2 separate regions of the Mus musculus genome follow, and region 2 is linked to region 1. The links are chromatin contacts, called in public HiChIP or PLAC-seq maps. All regions are on one chromosome and are shown on one strand. The core of a region is the stretch at or near the end of the contact, and the rest is flanking DNA. Distances in the headings are between cores, read along the strand shown. Region 1 has its middle 58 kb from the start of Nabp1. Region 2 overlaps Gm17767 (predicted gene, 17767).

What was found. HiChIP or PLAC-seq counts read pairs in DNA pulled down with a chosen protein or histone mark.
Region 2: a contact with region 1 is called in an H3K27ac HiChIP or PLAC-seq map of trophoblast stem cells, with 4 times the contacts expected there. The contact joins two enhancer-like sites. A contact is called at or near these places in 2 of 15 datasets of contacts at CTCF or cohesin (the NIH/3T3 cell line and large pre-B cells), 2 of 115 datasets of contacts at active chromatin or transcription factors (extraembryonic endoderm stem cells and trophoblast stem cells) and 1 of 9 other capture datasets (embryonic stem cells).

The regions. Positions count from the first base shown.
Region 1 is chr1:51,418,842-51,422,219 of GRCm38.p6, reverse strand. No RefSeq gene overlaps it. Among named protein-coding and RNA genes, the nearest start is that of Nabp1, 58 kb to the left of the region's middle. Within about 2 kb of position 1,504, at least 6 of the 459 cell types and tissues checked have an H3K27ac peak or open chromatin away from gene starts, as enhancers often do. A contact at or near this core is called in trophoblast stem cells, where this site is marked.
Region 2 is chr1:51,583,674-51,587,051 of GRCm38.p6, reverse strand. The region is part of intron 2 of Gm17767 (predicted gene, 17767); the gene reads left to right. Among named protein-coding and RNA genes, the nearest start is that of Gm17767, 11 kb to the left of the region's middle. Within about 2 kb of position 1,896, at least 138 of the 459 cell types and tissues checked have an H3K27ac peak or open chromatin away from gene starts, as enhancers often do. A contact at or near this core is called in trophoblast stem cells, where this site is marked.

The DNA of each region.
Region 1 (3,378 bases), core at 255-2,754:
GAGAATTGGCTTATAAGTTATTTGGGTATGATTAAAAAGGTATAACACTGGTTACAAAGTTAGCTTAAGTAGTAACTCAGGGCTAGAGTCATTTTCAAACAAAAGCACCTGGCATAAACCAGCCCAGAAAACTAGTCCTCTAAAGATACTTCTAAATTGAGATAATGTATTATGTAATTCTTATCCTAGAAAGTAAACTTATAGAGAAGATTTTAAAACAATGTCTCTTTAATGAAACATTAAAATTTGCTCTGTCATGCATTCATGAATTGGCAGCCAAACTTCGTAACATGATAGTGATGTTTCTAGTATTGATTTTAAAGAGAATAAATTGTTTAAAATTGGGTCTTACTTTCCAAAAGTTATAGATATATTCTAATATTACAACGGAAACTTAAAATTATGGTTAAAATTGCCAGTGTCCCATTGACTACAGTCTACATTTTGATCAAAAGCTTAAGCTTTTTAACTCGCCCATATATTGATAATTAAGATTACTACAAGAGTAATCATCTTATAAAAACGCTAATGCCGCTCACTTTGGCCATTCAACCATACAAAGCAAGGCAGAGTTAACTAGATATATTCATCTTTGTGCAGAAATTAGACCCTCTGGGCCCCTTTGTCTGCGTGGAACGGGTCTCTCGTTGCGGGTGGGCAAAGCGTCGGATGAATTGACAGACAGATGCACACAGGAGAGGTTGTGTTGGATCTGAATGTATTTTGTCAAATCGAGCATCAGACTTTCTATGCAGAAGACAATAAGGAAGTTGGGTGACATATTTACAAGGTACAAACGAGGTAACCGGAATCTTACATAAAACAGAGGAATGCAAACACAAAAGGTCTAACGGGAACCACCTGGGATAGAATTCATTGTTAACAACTGGGATCAACAAGGGTTCCACCTAAGATTCACTAATCTTAGAAGCCAGGGTCAAGGGCTCCGCGCCCTCGCCATAGTTCCTATTTTATTCTATTGTATAGTCCACCTTCCCCTTAGGCCATTGTAAATACGTGTGTATGGGTGTAACTTCGCTATAGTTCTAAGTATCTATTCTAGTTTCTCCTTTGGTCTGAAACTTCCTTCTTCCTAAGTGATGGTAAATTCCTGTGTAAGGGAGTGACTTAGCTTTTATTCAAAGTGATAGTGTAGTACCAGAGGCTATTCTGATTAGCAACATTCTTACTGAATTTCAAGCCCATGGTCTTGCTCAAGGACGTTCTAGGACTGTTGGAACACTGGTGGAAGGCTTTAGCTATGTCAAAATTCAATCTTTAAAGGCACTTATAATAGGATAATACTAAAAGAGAGCACGTGGATCCATACACTAGACTAACGCGGGAATGAAAAATTAATGTATGGGTTAGAGAGAATGCCAGACTCCAGGAGCGAGTTTCTGTGAAACTCGTTTGCTTCATGAGTAGCTTTCAAGCCTCAGCCAGAGAGTGTCGCAGTACAAGAATCTATCACATGGCAGCCAGAGCAGAAGCTCGAGGGCATACATCTTGAGTCACCCGTAGGAAGCACAGAGAGTATGCTGGGAATAGCTTGATCCTGTTGAGGCTTAACCTCCCATTCCATCCCATACTTCCTTCAGCAAGGCTATACACCTCTTATACCCACAAACTAGCCACCAAGTTTTGAAACATCTGAGACTATGGGGGGATATTCTCATTCAAACCACCACAGATGGAGAGACTGGATGGGGTGTGTGGGAGATATGGTCTGATATAGACTTGTTTAGGTTTCGTTATTACTAGATATCCAAGAGGAGCTTAGGAGAAGGAAGAAGAGAATACTTCTGGAGTTCAGAGGAGCTTTGTGACTGAGAGTCACTGGCATGCAGATATTATCTTAAGCCAAGCAATTATATGAAACACACACACACACACACAAAGACATAGACCCAAAGACATAGGAGAATTTCCCCTCCCCTGACAAAAATGAGGCTATGTTAACAACACAGCATTCGAACGAAAGGAGCTGGAACAATTTAAGTAACAAGATAGTATAATATTTAATAATACCCAAAGAATAAAACCAATGTACATAATTGGAAAAAAGACAAGAAGTGAATCTTCTTTAGAGGAGATTGTGTGTGTGTGTTTCTTCAGAAGGTGGAATTATTTTGTTTTAGTGATGGCAGGAATTTGTGATTTTATTTAGAATGATAGATTCTGGAAAGAAAGAAATAGTGATTTTATAATGGAGAAACTTGGCAACTACAACGTCAGGCCTTATAGACAAATGGTCAGAGATATATGGACATGGTATATGATCTGACAAGGTGAAATTGGGTGTGTGTGAGTCTCATTTCATATGTTTCTTCATTGTGAGAACAAAGAAAACAGGAATACTTCCTACAGTACATGTCTTAGTAAAGGTTTTACTTCTGTGACTAGATACCATGACCAAGGCAACTCTTATAAGGACAACATTTAATTGGGGCTGGCTTACAGGTTCAAAGGTTCAGTCCATTATCATCAAGATGGGAGCATGGCAACATCCAGGCAGGTGTGGTGCAGGCAAAGACGAGAGTTCCACATCTTCATCTGAATGCTGCTAGCAGAATACTGGCTTCCAGGCAGCTAGGGTGAGGGTTTTAAAGCCCACGCCCACAGTGACACACTTACTCCAACAAGGCCACACCTATTCCAACAGGGCCACTCCTTCTAATAGTGCCCTTCTCTAGGCCCAGCATATACAAACCATCACAATACACAAGACTCGAAAAGTCACAAAAATCAGGTTATAATAGAACCTGATTAGAAATAGAAAGCAGATTATATTAATATATAATAGAACATTGTTGGAACTGTGAGAAGGCTGGACTAGAGGCCATGATAAATAAATGTGACATGGTATATGAGGCTATATCCTGAAACAGAATGAAGGTATTTATGAAAAAATGGGTAAAATTCTAGTAAATCTGGCTTAGTTAATAATACTGTACCAATGCTGGTTTGAAAAGCTTTGACAAATGTACTATGTTAATGTAAGATAATAATGATTATGTTAGGTTAATGAGCCTGTATTATCTTCTAACTTTATTAAGAACTTTAAATTATTCTAAAATAAAGTTTAAAAAAGAGCTAGGAGAATGAAGGTGTTTTTTCTAATTTAGGAAATTGAAAGGTCTTCCTAACATTCATAATATTGAGTGGGGTTCTGATGCATGTAAAAAAAATGCCAATTTTGGTGCCAATACCAAATGGAATAGCATATCTGCGTAGAAGAGGCAATCAGAGCCGATACTCGTTGCCATGGTGACAGGAGAGATGCTGCTTACAATGAAAACAACTCCGTCCTTGATTATGTGCCTTCTTTGATGTGCTTCCTTCTTTTCGAGCTAGGATGTGACTAATTTAAACATG
Region 2 (3,378 bases), core at 647-3,146, 160 kb before region 1:
CAGGTGGTTGTGAGTCACCATGTGGTTGTTGGGATTTGAACTCAGGACCTTTGAAAGAGCAGTCAGTGCTCTTACCTGCTGAGCCATCTCACCAGCCCTGTTTAAAATGTTTTAAGACAGTCTCACTGTGCAGCCCTGGCTGGTCTAGAACTTGTTATGTAGACCAGGCTGGCCTTGAATTCACAGGCATCAGCCTACCTTAGCCTCCCAGCACAATTAAAGATGTACACCACCACACCTGGCCTGAGTTGTTTTCTTCTCATCATGAACCAGTAGCGCCTCATCACCTGAGGCTCTGTAGAGGCCCCACAGTTCTGTTCCTCAGACTGTAAGGTCAGCAGTCGCCATGTAGCTGGCCCTAGTGCACTCATGGGAGCACTCTCAATTCATACTGTTCTGGTTGTAGCCTCTGTGGCTTCACAGAGAGCAGAACTTCTTCTCTTGGGGTTTGATGAGTCTTAGATCCTGCCAAAGATGAAAATACCTTGTCTTCCTCTTGGTCCTGACAACTTTTTAAAAGTCTAGATCTAGTTTTCCTGTCTTAAAATAATGGGTTAACCAGGGACAGTCCAAAGAGTCTGAGGCTTTGGCTGGCAGGAGCTCTGTCCAGACAGTTGAGCTAGACCAACCACACAGCCTGAAGGAGAACCTAACATAGATTTATTTTTCCTGTCTCATCTTGTTTGATTGATCAAAGACTTAACAATGAAGATTTGGATGTTACTTTCTAATGCTTGGTTCTCAAATGAAAGTTGAATAAAACCTGACAGTTGTGATGTCTTCCAAACTTTTAAATGGTGATTCTAATTCCTCATTAGCTCCAATGCACAGCCTTAGTTTTACCATGCAACAGAGAATAAATAAGAGGTACACAGAAGTCTTCATAATGCTTAGACTAAACAATGAATGCCTACTGAATATTGGATATTCTATGTTTGGAATTGTAGACACAGTTTAACAGAAACTTGTTATTCATAGCAGGAGTAGAGACAACACAGGAAACATCGTCCGGGGCATCAACTTATGTTGGTCTTTTACAGTTAGAATGAACACCTAGGCCCAATTCTTTTATCATCTAGGAATGCCTGGTGGGAGTGGGTATCTGATAGAGAGATAAGACTGGACTCCTAGGAGAGCTGCTTCCAGATGTCAGCTGGTTCCTTCTTCTTCTTCTTTTTTTTTTTTAAAGATTTATTTATTTATTATATATAAGTACACTGAAACTATCTTCAGAAACACCAGAAGAGGGTGTCAGATCTCCATCATGTGGTTGCTGGGATTTGAACTCAGGACCTCTGGAAGAGCAGTCAGTGTTCTTAACCACTGAGCCATCTCTCCAGCCCCAGCTGGTTCCTTCTTACACTTTGATAAACACCAACAATTTTGCCAAATGGTATTCTTAAAAGTCTGTTTATTAGTATTTCATGAATCTATTGTTAACATTGATAATGGTAACTGTGGGTTTGTTGCGTGTTTGTTCGGGCATGGCTGATTTGCAGACACAGGGTTCAAGAGTCTCAAAGGTTCAGATTTGGTCAAATGTTAGCCCTTTGTACCCAAAATGTTGGTAAATCTGCCACGATAGTAAACCTTTGATGCAAAGAGCTGTCAGAGAAGCCCAAATGGGTGGAGATCTGACCTTATCAGGCTTACAGGACAATTTCTATAGCAGCTTTCTGTGCCTTCCCCCTGTGTATATGACAGAACTCCACCCATGTCACAGCTTTGTCACTGTGATAAAACATGTGACATACAATATAAAGGAGGACAGGCTTCTCTGAGTTCAAGGTTTCAGCCCAAGGTCAGCTGGACCACTACTTCTCAGCATTAGGTGAAGCAAAATACCACAGTGTTGAAAGCCTGTGACATAGGAGGCCCTTTACCTTACAGCTGTCAGGAAACAGAAAGACAGGAAGTGGTTGGAGCTCCAGCATGCTTCAAAAGGCCCAACCCCAATGACCTATTTACTCCAACCAGACCTTGCTTCCTAACGTTTCTGTCATTTCCTGCTAGCTGCCACAGCTAGAGACCAAGCTTTCACACATATACCTCTGGGAGGCATTCCAGATCCAAACCACAACACCATCTGCGACTTGCTTACGTTGTACCATTATAGCTGGGAGCAAGAATTGAGAGGAAAAAAAAACCACATTCCTCCAGGTTCTGACCTACCTCTGGTTGTTTAAACTGTGTGACTTAATTGTTGCTCTGAAGCACCAGGCTCAGTACCTTGCCCATCCCTCGGCTTTGGCTACAGGACATGTTTCTGCCTCTGTGAAATGTTCATGATACATAGCGTGCTTGGGCTGCGTTCATTTAGTGAGGCTTCTCCCCTCATATTTCCTGCTAAGACCATGGCACAAACAAACTCTAAGTGGCCCTTAGAGAACTACGGAACAGATCAGCATCAACCTACTGCTAAGATTCACCCAGCTGAAATCAGTTATGTGGGTTTTGTTATTGTTGCTGTTTTTGTTGTTGTTGTTGTTGTTCTTTGTTCCTGTTAGGTAGTAATGAATGACAGGCATATAGATTACCAACCTTCAATACCCCTAACACCTGATAGCAATGAGCGTTCTTATCACATTAGGTTTCTGGCACTTTGTAAATAGGATCTTTTAAATTCTTACAGCTAATCTGGGAGCAAAGTCCCCACATACCTACTGTGTAGATCAATCAATCAGAGCTTTGAGATAAAAGTAATTTGGCCTAAATCACAGAACGGGGAGGCACAGAACCTGAGTAAGTGCCACCCAGTTTATAGAGCCCATCTTCTATCTTCCATTTCTCAACAATGCTCACTCTGTCTGACTTGCTCAATTGAACTGAATTGAGCTATCCATGTACTCAGCAAGAGGGTCAATCCAATATATTTGCCCGTTCAACACAGATGAAAATAGTGCAATGCATCAGTGCACTAAGGGGTAGCCTAGGGATGTGTAGGGTCAGTATGCTCCTCACTGTCAGACAGATAAGCCGCATGTTCTAATTTGATTATGGGTGTGTGGGCTCTAGATATGCTTCATATCTTGTTTGCTTTCATTCATCTTGCCCTGTGTATATAAACAACTCTAGACAAAGGAAACATCTTTAGAGGAATGCGTATCTTTTAGAGTGTGACCAAAGCCTTTGGTTGCATATCTCCGAGGCTGACAATCATTGAAATGTCAGTACCACCAACTTTCAGAAATACACCTAGCTGTGGCTGGAGAGATGGCTCAGCAGTCAAGAGCACTCATATTCTTCCTGAGGACAGAGAAGAGTAGAGCTCCCTGGACCACAGCTGGTGATCCACAGCTGTCTGAATCTCCAGCTTCATGGGTCTCTAATGTCCTTTTCTGGTCTCTTCAGGCACCTGCATATATGTGGCACACAGAT